Regions from separate parts of the Mus musculus genome. Here regions 2, 3 and 4 are each linked to region 1. Evidence: chromatin contacts called from public HiCAR-type and promoter capture Hi-C data. All regions are on one chromosome and are shown on one strand. The core of a region is the stretch at or near the end of the contact, and the rest is flanking DNA. Distances in the headings are between cores, read along the strand shown. Region 1 holds the start of Cmpk2 (cytidine monophosphate (UMP-CMP) kinase 2, mitochondrial). Region 2 has its middle 26 kb from the start of Gm25564. Region 3 overlaps Kidins220 (kinase D-interacting substrate 220). Region 4 holds the start of Grhl1 (grainyhead like transcription factor 1).

Region 1 (2,700 bases), core at 7-2,506:
TTGAGCAGTTGAGTGACCGCATATGGCCCACAAACCAGTTGAATACTTACATGCTCTTACACTCTCCGATGCACATAGCATCTCCTGCACCACAAGATCCCAGATTGGTAGCAAATGCCCAGCAAATTATCCCTTTATCTAGCTGACTTCCTTCTCCTGATTTCCAGGGGACTCTACTCCCCCTGCAGGCTTTTGAGAATGAATGTATTAGCAGAAAGCATTGCTCAGCCAGGTAGGTGTTGGATGCACGAGCCACTAAGTTGACAGAAACCTACACACGAAATATTGAAGGCAGCATCCGTGTCTAACACAGAGCCTACCTGTGTTGCCTACACCACCTGGCTCGTGAATAAGAATAAACAAACCAAGCCGAAAGCACTTGATTGGCCAACCAAAGTGCTGAGTCCCCAGCTCCACTCAGTCCCCAAGGGAAAGAACTCTTACCTCTTCCAAGACAGCCCTTGCCGCGTCCCGGTCTTGGAACACCGCAGAGTTAAGCAGATCTGGCAGCAATGGGTGCAGATGAGGTTCCTGTGCCGGCAGGACGCATGCGCAGTCCACCTGCACCTGCCTGTCTCCCTGCAACTCCCACAGACGCTGCCACAGCAAACCCTGGGAGTCGGCCTGGAACTCGGCCAACTGCGGGCGCGCCGCCTCCTGGCAGGAGCCCAGAAGCTGGAGCAAGTCGCGCCGAGTGTCCGGGTGGTCGCAAGGGTCCCGCAGCAGGAAGCCATGCTGGGCTTCGCCGGCCTGATCGCCCGGACCATAGCCCAGAAGCTTGCTCAGTTGGCATCTCTGTAAAGGACCCCGGCGCAGCTGCTGCAGCAGGCGATGGTGCACCCGGGCCGCCTGCACCCGGGGCCCGCAGCCTTCGCCTGGAGCCAGGGGCACACACAGCGCGTAGCTGCGCCCTGGGGGGCCGAGCAGCTCTGCCAGGCGTGCATCCCTGTGGTCTGTTGCATCCCCCAGGACGAAGTGAGTCAGGGAGCAATCTGGCAGCTCCACAGTGAAGCGCCGCGGCCGAGCCATGGTCCCCATGCAGGCCTGGTGTCGCCCGCACAGCCTCCGCGACAGACGCCCGAGCCACAGTGGGGCTCGAGGGCGGCTTATTAGGGCCATGGGTGTCCCGGGCCGCGCCCTCCGCCACGCCTCGGAAACGAAACCGCGGTGACCACAGACCCAGGATCCCCGGGAAACGAAAGTGAAGGCAGCTGTGGCTGAGACCTCCAGTGTGGCCGAGCTACTCCCGGGCTTGGGCTTCTCCTCCCACCACAGCCGCGCCTTTAACTGTCGGCAGCGGTTAGGAAATTCTGGCCCTGGGGCTCTGGCGGGTTGCTAACACTGGTGTGGTCCCCTGGCAACGCCTGCTCTTGAGAATTCCAGGCTCTCCTGAGGAATCAGCTTTGTCTGGCTTGGTTCTGTAGTGGCAGGTGATCCTAGCTCCAGTTTTGGAACTCTAGGATACTTACTTATGTTGTATGAGGACTTGGGGAGCTGGAGACAGAGGCGCAAAGGGATCACATCAAGAAAACACGCCGCCACCACCACCACCACCCCCGCCCCCCAACACACACACACACACACACACACACACACACACACACACACACACAGAGAGAGAGAGAGAGAGAGAGAGAGAGAGAGAGAGAGAGAGAGAGAGAGCGCTTCATGACCCACCTGTCCACAGGCACCTGACCTCCTTCAGGTACCTGGCCTCAATTTACCTTGCAGTAACTTCAGGCCTGAAGCGTATTTGGGCAGCTTTTCAACTTTGCAAATGAGGGACTCCTCCAGGGTGCCCTTTGCTCACGTGGGATGCAAACTGGAATATGTGGCCAGGTTGTCACATTAAGTAATTGCCAATCAAAATTTCCTGCATCAATGTCCTGTGTTTGTTTTGAATTTTTTGTTTCTCTCTGTGTGTGTCTCTCTCTGTCTCTCTGTCTCTCTATCTCTGTCTCTCTGTGTGTGTGTGTTTCTGTCTCTGTTTCTGTCTCTGTCTCTCTCTCTCTCTCTCTCTCTCTCTCCCTCTCTCTCTCTCTCTCTCTCTCTGTGTGTGTGTGTGTGTGTGTGTGTGTGTGTGTGTGTGTGTGTGTGTGTGTGTGTGTTGGCTATGTTTTAGAAGTCTTAAGACCGTCTCAACCTTGCTGGTTCACAGTAAAGATAGGTGTTTCAGTGAGGCTCCCAGCTTAAGATTTATCCCCACACAAGGAAGGTGTAAGGCCAGGGTGAGCAGACTGTCAGTTGTGTTGGTAGAGCAAAAAGATGCAATGCACAACTGACCCTGGAGTGAGCTGTCCAAGGAACACAACACCTCCGGCAGTTTGCTACAGGGACCTCTGTGAAATTACTGCCTGGCAGACCTGCTAGAGTCTCAGATTATAATTGTTGGAAATAAATATTTTTGGTCACACACACACAATCACACACAGAGAGACACAGAAATGAAAGTAACCCTGCAAGACAATTTTTTGTTTGTTTTTAGGATATTCTTTTTTTTTAAATTATTTTCTTTATTTACATTTCAAATGTTGTCCCCTTTCCTAGTTTCCCCTCTGAAAATCCCCTATCCCCTCCCCCTCCCTCTGCTCCACAACCCACTCACTCCCATTCTTGGCCCTGGCATTCACCTGTACTGGGGCATAGAACCTTCATAAGACCAAGGGCCTTTCCTCCCACTGATGACCGACTAGGCCATCC
Region 2 (2,700 bases), core at 112-2,611, 1.9 Mb before region 1:
TCTTTAATGGCTCCCTTTTTAGACCGTTTCTTTTTTGTGTCTGGGGAAGGTTATTAGAGAAGCCTTCAGTGTCTCTTATTCTCAACTGTGATCCTGAAGTCATCCACTACCACTGCAAAATAAACTCCCTTGCCCATAACAGCCAGCAGCAGCATGGATCATGAACATCTACATGGTGTGTGATGTCAGCATGAACCATAGTCATCTGTGTGACTTCCGGTAGCAGCAGACCATGAATATCAACATGGCCCTCGGCCCTTGGCTGTATCACTGACCAGAGACATCATCATGGCCTTTGGTGGCAGCACAGGCCACATACATCAATGTGGTCCTTGATATCAACATAGCTTCAGGTAAAAGCACTGAACTCAGACATCACATGGCCTTCCATGGTAACACAGACCACAGACATCAACATGGCTTCAGGTGGGTGCACAACTAAGGACATATGCACAAGCTCCAGTGGCAGCACAGAACAAAGACCTGAACATAACCTCTGATGGCAGCAGCATGGGCCATGAACATCAATCAACATGGCTTCAGGTGGGTGCATGTACCACACAGAGACATCCACATGGCCTCTGCCCACTCCTGCCTCTGTGCAAGCTGCAGCAGTAGTGCCCCTGTTCTTTGGGCTGGCCAGCAGACCAAGGACTAGCCCTATTCAATAATAACATGTTGTTTGTCCACTGTAGCCGGGCTCCCATGCCGCTCCTATACCTTCCAAGCTGCTCTGGGTTCCCTGGGGTACCAGCAGCAGCTGCTGCCATCTTGAATCTTCTATAGAGTTCAGGATGTGCTTTTTAATTATCAACATCCATGCTGTAAACTTTGCAGCTGCTTCCACTGTATTCAAAGGATGCTGGCAAATCTGTACTTCATTTTTATCCCATCCTAAGGGATTCAAAAATCTCTTCTGTGTTTCTCTTCATTCACAAATATTTTGCTCAGCCTCCAAGTATTTGTGTAGTGTCTTTTGTTACTGATTCATAGTTTCATTCCTCTACATTTGGGTAAGATACACAATATGATTTTGATTTGTTTGTACTTATTAAGACTTGCATTATGATCTAAAGTATATTCTGTTATTAGAAATGGTTTCTTGTGCTGCTCAGATAAAAGTGCATTTTATATCAATTGTGTTGACTATTCTAGATATCTGTGAGGTCATTTTGATCTGTGGCCTTGACATGGGAGCTCTTCCAGTGATGAGTGTGTTTGTGTCATCAGATCTCCCTCAGGAAGGGTGTGCAGCTAGGACGCAACTCATAGTGCACAGGTGAGACAGAACACAGCCTGGTCACAGGAAACTCTCCTCAGGTCTTTCCTTTCTCACACTGATCTTCATGTCCTAGGCCAGGGGCCTTCCTCTCCACCAGCTGAAGGGTAGTTCTCTGCCAGGGCGGGGTGGCAACAATCACCTACCCATCAGACTGCAACTGAAGCAGATGGGAAACATTTCTGTGATGGGTTACCAGGTAGGTGTGCAGAAAAGATGTTACTCCCTCCCACTCTTCATAGCCAGGGGTGGGTAGAGGAGTGAGGAAAATTGCTTTTCAAGGAATGTGGTTTGTGTGTATGAACTGGCTCTAAGGAAGAGGTCTGTGTCTAGAGCAGCCTGACATAGTTCTAGCATTCATGGCCAATTCCTCCAAGCTGAATCTCCCAGCACATCTGTGCTCTGCAGTGCTCTGATACAACCTACAACTGATGAGAAGTTTGGGTGGAGAGGCAATGTCACAATAGCTCCCCAACTGAATACAATGCCACTGAGACAGAATGGAAGCCCCACAAGATCCTGTGAGGGCCTCATTTAATTCTGCCTCCTCTCAGCCACTCAGGGTCCTGTGGCTACATGCCCATCTTTGTGAAGATGCCCTGGTAGGGGACATACCAGAAAATGCAGACACTATTGATGTCTCCACAGAAGGATGTGTGGCTGCTTGCTTTCTTGTAACATAAACAAGGTAAATGTGTGCAAGCAGTCAGCCACAGGCAGCCCAAACCTGTCAATCAAAGAGACAAAGCATTGTCCTGCTGAAATTCCTTTGGCAGGGGCTTGTGTCAAAGCAAGCTTTGCCTGCTCTGGTGGTCAAAGAAAATGCCCTTAAAGGATTCAGAAATTCAGAGCTCTCGAAGGTGGACCTATAACCCCCAGGATTATTTTAACGTATGAATTGTGTTTGAATCTGTGATTTCCTAACTTACAAACAAAAGTTTCTCAAAAACATTTAGCATGCATTATTGTGTCAGAAAAATAAGAAAATGTGGGTAAGATAAGTCCTTTTTGTTTTTCCTTAAACACCTACTATAGACATTCTAAACTCAGTTCTTGATCATCAAACTTGATCAGGAAGATTAAAATTCATATATTCAGATGAACTTAGGGCTATCTCTTGTTGTTGTGTCTCCACCACTGTCTATCAACTTAATCGAAATCTAAACTGCCTTCATTTGTCCCCTGGATATTAAATATTCTAATTAAAATGCTGATACTTTACTAAATGCCAGCTTTCCTGACATATATAAACAATCTTTTTCCTCTCCATTTTCTCCTCTCCATTTAATAGGGGTGTTGGGTATGTTTTATGTCAACTTGACACAAGTCAAAGTCATTTGGAAAAGGGGAACTGCAGTAAGGAAAATGCTCTCACTAGATTGGCCTATGGTGCTTTTATTTTTTTATTTTTTATTTTTTAT
Region 3 (2,700 bases), core at 35-2,534, 1.4 Mb after region 1:
TTGCAGATCCCTTTAGCTCCTTGGGTATTTTCTCTAGCTCCTCCATTGGGGGCCCAACCTGGGATTTTTCAATGTGACACCGTGGCTCTTCCCCCCCCCTCCCCCAGGGAAAAAGCTTTTTAAATAAATCACACAAACTAAAAAAGTGTCAGCACAGGTTTTTTTTCCTTTATAAAAGGCTATTTTCTATTGTAAAACTAATATATGCTTATTGTATAATAGATATGATAAAACACAGAAGGTAGCCTGGAAAGGATAAGATTTAGTCAATCAAATATAGTAATATATTTGTACTCTTTTATTGTATGTATGTGTATGTATGTATGTATGTGTGTGTGTGTATATATATAAACTCATATTTATATGAGTTCAAACCATAAATAATTTTGAATCAATCAGAAATTCTCAAATGTAAAAATAAGTGAATTTTAGTCATTAAAAACACTTACTAGACAATGTTACAATGATCAATATGAAATTGTCTTGAAAGTAAACAAATGGCCAGAATGTTCCAGTTCTTCTGGGTTCTCCCTACTAACCACCAGGGAGTAAGTAAGCTGATCTGAGATGTGTGAGCGAATGCTCCAGAGATAAAGCAATGAAAACCACAACGGAGATGCTCAAACAGGTGGACAGGAGAATTGGGAGAAGGGCCAGTGTCCACTAAGTGATGGGTACAGAGTGGATGGAGGCTGATATCACAGAATACAACTGAACAGGAAAAGGGAGTAGACTGTGTTGAACTTGACAGGGGCAAACCTCATAATCAGCTATATTAAGTAAGGAATCTGGCCAGTGTGAAGGAAGCAGATCACAGTTCCCAGGGAACTTGGGGAGGTGAGGAGGAGAGTAACAGGACCACGATGAACCTGGAGGAAACCTGCCTAGTGGTGGCATGGCCACCTCTCTGACTGGGAGGACAGCTCTGCAGACCTAGGCAAACGCCAGCCATGAGACCGCACAGCCTCCGCACACGTTTCCTATGGTAACAGCATCTCTAGAAGCTCTCCTCACAGCACTGGCCAGTTACTCAAGAGCCTGTGCTCCTGGGTGGCACTAGGGCTCCATTTTAGGGGAAAGAACATTTGCCTGCTCTTCCCAAGTGAGATGGAACCCTAAGATTAGCAACAGCTGCATCTTTTCTTTGGGATCAGCACTTTATTGCTGAGACCCAGTACTTGGCTGGTAGCCAGATATTAAAAGTCATCTGAGGGAAGATCCAGAGAACAAAATTAGCAAACAAGGAAAGAATGGGTGCTCGTGAGAAAACAGGGCGAGCAGTTCTGTGTGAGTCTCACAGACTCCTGCTACAGACTCAAACATGCACACAGCACAAAGCTCTTTAAGATACCATTGCTTTCAATAAAGTAAAACAGCATCCTCACTGATTATTAAGTACATTTAATGAGTAATGAAAACCTGGAAAACGATCACATGGTATCATTTGCAAACGTAGAAAAAACACTAGAAATGAAACAGTTAAAAAGGCAGTTCATTTCTCAGAAGTGTAACACACAAAAAGAAGAGGCTAGGAAGATTTAGATAAAAACACACAGCTGACAAGTCACATGAAACAAATTAACCGAATCCTAATGCCAGCGTTGCTTTCAGCCTGAATGCGAACAGTGTTCTCAGCGTGGCGAACAATGCGGCTGTTCACAAGCCAAACGTCTACTGCTGCTCTCCAGATTGGAGTCTCTATTCTAACCTTTTGAGCTCAATGCATTAAGCCCTTCTGTTAAAAGAGACGTTTATGTAAATGATAATCTTTTGGCAGTGGGCCATCAAAATCATATGGGCTTTTATTTTTCAGATATTTTTTCCAAAGGTTAGCATTTAAAGAATTTAAATAACTTCACTTTTCAATTAAGAGCAAATTTAAATTTTCAGCACTAGGAATCATGTGAACTAAAGTTGCCAGCAGTTAAATGGCCCACAGAAAGCATTTTTACAGTACAGGCATCACTGAGCTCCCAGGAAGCTTGAGTGTAGTTTCTTTTGATGCCACTGATCGAACAGCACTTGTTAATGCCAACATCCATGTAAGTTAAAGCATTTTGATGATAAATGACAGTGCTTTATTATAGAAGACACAAATAAATTACTTGGCAGAATTTACATAAGTCATTCCTGTCAATTCTATTCAAAGTAAGGCTCAAAATTAAATGGAAAATTTTATATCTTAAAGGTCCATAATGTATAACTTATGAAACGGACATTATATTTTTTCTGAAGTTGGTCATCTAATAATGTGATTATCCAATAAAGAATTAAAATTAAGATTTACCCCCCCACCCCACTCCACCTCCCAATTTTCACTCACTGATGATCAAGCCCAGGGTTTCACGAATGCTAGGCAATCCAAACATCTTTATAAGCTCTCATCTGCCTTGGAACTGTATTACACTTGAGACAAACTTAACTTCCAGACGACCCTCACAATAATACAGACAGAAAGGCCCACTCAGTGCTGGGGATGTACCTTCATGAAAGGGTGCTTGCTTAGCACCCACAAAGCCCTAGGTTCAATCACTAGCAATGAAGGAAAAAACAACAAAAGCCACCCACTGTAATGCCAGAGTCAGAAACAAAAGATACCACACAACTCATTTTAAAAGTAATTTTAAATGACATAAATTATAGGTGTATATGCCTGAATGTTGATATATGTGCACATGAGTGCAAAAAATCATGGGACAG
Region 4 (2,700 bases), core at 12-2,511, 1.9 Mb after region 1:
GCTCGCTCAACAGTCGTAATGCTAGTTTTTCAAGCTTCCCTTCTCCCATCCCATCCAACATTGGTACAAGCATCAGAAAATAAATATTTTCCAAGTGGCTTTATGTCTGCAATTACCCTGAAGGCATTTTATATTTCCAAAGTATGCCTAAGGCCAAGAGGCTGGCACTGGGACTTTTGCCTAGTCAGTAAGTAGAGAAATAAACACATGAACAATTGCAGCCCACTTCTTCAAGAAGAGCAAGTTGTTGCTCCGGCCCTGAAGGTTCATGGGTGTTTTCAAATGAGCCTCAGACCTTCAAGAGTTATAGGTCAGGATTCTAAAAGGAAAGCCGAGCACTACCTGAACTTCATTTTCTACAAGACAAGATTAATCTCTTACTGATTCCACACTCAGCTAACCTTCATCAGAAAACAAGCATGAGAAAAATCCACCCTTAACAAGTTAACTATGAAACCAATTCTTCACTCCAGATTTACTGAGCCGAGATAAGACAGACTTGATCTTTCAGAACATCTTCATATTTATAGAAAAGTTGCGAGTAAAATCGAGAACTGCCCCCACACAAGTCCTGCCAACGTCTGATCACATCTTACATCATCACTGAACATTTCTCGCTGCTTTCTTATGTCCCAAACTCTAAAAAGCAATCCCGATTCGACAGTGGTCTCTAACTTTATCACCCTGCGTGCAGTTTCTTCCTCTTGATATTCCCAAACGGCAAAAATAGTCTTCTGTAATTACCATCGGTGATGCAAGGGCCCAAGAACACCCACAGCAGATTTCTCACACAGCAGCCGGAGTGAAGAAAACGCGCGGGCAGCGGACACTTCAACCTTCCCCTAGATCTCTCGCTCCGGCAGCTCCGCAGGTGACAGGAGGCTGCCCAGGGTCCACCCGTCCCCACCGGTCCATGAGCGCGGGGCCCGGGAGCCCGGGAGCCCTTAGACGACAGGCCGAGTGTCCCCCCCCACCCCCTAGCCTCGCCCCACCCAGCCTGTCCTCCCAGCTCCCGGAACCCGCGCCGTCGCCGCGGCAGGTGCGGTGGCCCCCGGGCCCTGGCCGGACTCGCGCCCGCGCCTCACTCACTTGTCGTACTCCTGTGTCATCGCGCTCGCTCGCCGCTGCCGGGCCGCAGAACTGGACTTTCGGGTTGGGACAGTACACCCGATCCGGGGGGAGGAGGCGGCGGCGGGCGGCGCGCGGCGGCAGGCGGTGGGTCCGGAGCGGCGGCCCCGACGGGTTGGGTTCGCTTTTCTCGCTCTGAGCCGGCTCGGCGCGGGCTGCGCGCACTGGGCGCTGGGCTCGGCCTCCCATTGGCTGGCGGAGCTCCGGCCCAAGGCGGAGCTTCTGGAACTGGGAGGAGGGAGCTCCTCCTGATTGGTGAGATGGAGCTCTGGGGAGGAGCCTGGGGGCGGACCGGAGGGCGGGGGCCACGCGGTGCTCGGCGGTGCTCAGCGGCGCTGGGGAGCTTGCGCGCGGCTGGCCCCGGTGGCGCCGGCCGGTAGTGCCGCCGGCGCCGAGAGGCTTCGGCGCACACCCGCGTGGGCGCGTTTCACCTTCCAGTTCTCTCTCGCGGTCAGTTCTCCGGCCCCAAGGCCTCTGCCTGGGAAATACCTAGGGAATTTCTTTGCAGCTGTGCAGGTTTGGAGGTTTCCTTCTGGTTCATCTCTCAGTGCCCACCATGTGACAGTCGCCAATCTGCACAGCCTCTTAATAACCCACGTTTCCCCGGCCAGCGGTCCCTGTTTATTGGGCACCTATCAAGTGTCAAAAGCATCACTCTAAGACACCTTCCCAAGCCCCAGAGGTCCCCACCAGCCTCCTGAGGGCATCTGAACTTGCTTGGCTCTTCATCTGCCCAGCGCTATATTTGGACTTTAGCATCCTCAACCCCTACCTACTACCTGTGTGGTCTTTCTGTTTGGCCAGCTCCAGATTGGCTTCCACTTTTTCCTCCCATATCCTAACCCCTTTTTAAACCATTTTCCTATGGGTCGGTTTCTTTAACCTCAGCCTCAGGCCTACAACAGTAGAGACAGGGACCTAGACAGAGAGGACAAGGCAGAGACAGAGCAGGCAAATTTTCCTGCCTCCTAGAGCGTCCTACTTTGAGAGTCACGGTGACTCCTTTGGTGTGCGGAGAGAGATGGCACTCTTTGCAGGTGGATGGGGAAAGTAGAGTGGAGCTCTCTGGGTTTAAAGATGTAGATGGCGAGGGGGTGGGCATAAGGGTGAAGGCACAGCTATAGACCGTGATAGAGGAGACACGAGTGTGTCCACTGAGGAGCTAGGAAAGCAGTGTGGCCAGAGAGTAACTGGGCACTGGTGCAAACTGTAGAGCCCCGCGGGTTTCTGTAAGGCCTTAAGTGAGGAAGCTTTGAAGGACTTGCGGTAGGGCATAGACAGACTTCACTCGTGTTTTCAAATAATCTGGTCACTGAATGGTAGGGAATCAGCAGGAGGCAATTTCAAAAGAGACAAGCAAAAGATAAATAGTAGCCAGAAGCATGACCCGGGGTGATGGGACACTGAGAAGGGTTTGAATTCTAGATGCCTCTGTGTTCAAACGAACAGGATTCTCTGAGACCCAAAGGGCAGGTTAGAGAGCACCTCTGACAGATGGTGTGCAGACAATCCCAGGACTCAGGAGTTGAGGCAGGAGGCTCTCCAGTTCCAGGCCAGGCCCAAAGTGAAACT

Evidence for each region. Promoter capture Hi-C pulls out the DNA fragments that hold promoters and counts their contacts. HiCAR-type assays count read pairs that join an accessible place to other places.
Region 2: a promoter capture Hi-C map of hippocampal neurons shows a contact between it and region 1, with 10 times the contacts expected there. The contact joins the enhancer-like site here to the promoter of Cmpk2 in region 1. A contact is called at or near these places in 9 of 39 promoter capture datasets (the 3T3-L1 cell line, the C10 cell line, cranial neural crest and 6 more).
Region 3: a HiCAR-type map of astrocytes shows a contact between it and region 1, with 5 times the contacts expected there. The contact joins the enhancer-like site here to the promoter of Cmpk2 in region 1. A contact is called at or near these places in 9 of 39 promoter capture datasets (the 3T3-L1 cell line, the HPC-7 cell line, HPC-7-derived erythroid cells and 6 more), 1 of 484 Hi-C or Micro-C datasets (bone marrow-derived macrophages), 2 of 115 datasets of contacts at active chromatin or transcription factors (astrocytes and memory CD8 T cells) and 2 of 9 other capture datasets (adipose tissue and liver).
Region 4: a promoter capture Hi-C map of pre-B cells shows a contact between it and region 1. The contact joins the promoter of Grhl1 here to the promoter of Cmpk2 in region 1. A contact is called at or near these places in 4 of 39 promoter capture datasets (liver, neutrophils and pre-B cells), 1 of 484 Hi-C or Micro-C datasets (CD4 T cells) and 2 of 9 other capture datasets (adipose tissue and liver).

Annotation. Positions count from the first base shown.
Region 1 is chr12:26,467,771-26,470,470 of GRCm38.p6, reverse strand. Cmpk2 (cytidine monophosphate (UMP-CMP) kinase 2, mitochondrial) reads right to left here and starts at 1,256. Exons shown (of 5, transcript NM_020557.4): 1 at 445-1,256. The coding sequence starts at 1,119.
Region 2 is chr12:28,323,177-28,325,876 of GRCm38.p6, reverse strand. No RefSeq gene overlaps it. Among named protein-coding and RNA genes, the nearest start is that of Gm25564, 26 kb to the left of the region's middle. Within about 2 kb of position 1,361, at least 6 of the 459 cell types and tissues checked have an H3K27ac peak or open chromatin away from gene starts, as enhancers often do.
Region 3 is chr12:25,033,130-25,035,829 of GRCm38.p6, reverse strand. All of the region lies in intron 22 of Kidins220 (kinase D-interacting substrate 220), which reads right to left. Among named protein-coding and RNA genes, the nearest start is that of Gm36236, 59 kb to the right of the region's middle. Within about 2 kb of position 1,284, at least 70 of the 459 cell types and tissues checked have an H3K27ac peak or open chromatin away from gene starts, as enhancers often do. A contact at or near this core is called in adipose tissue and astrocytes, where this site is marked.
Region 4 is chr12:24,570,848-24,573,547 of GRCm38.p6, reverse strand. It overlaps Grhl1 (grainyhead like transcription factor 1), which reads right to left and starts at 1,261. Exons shown (of 16, transcript NM_001161406.1): 1 at 1,090-1,261. The coding sequence starts at 1,109.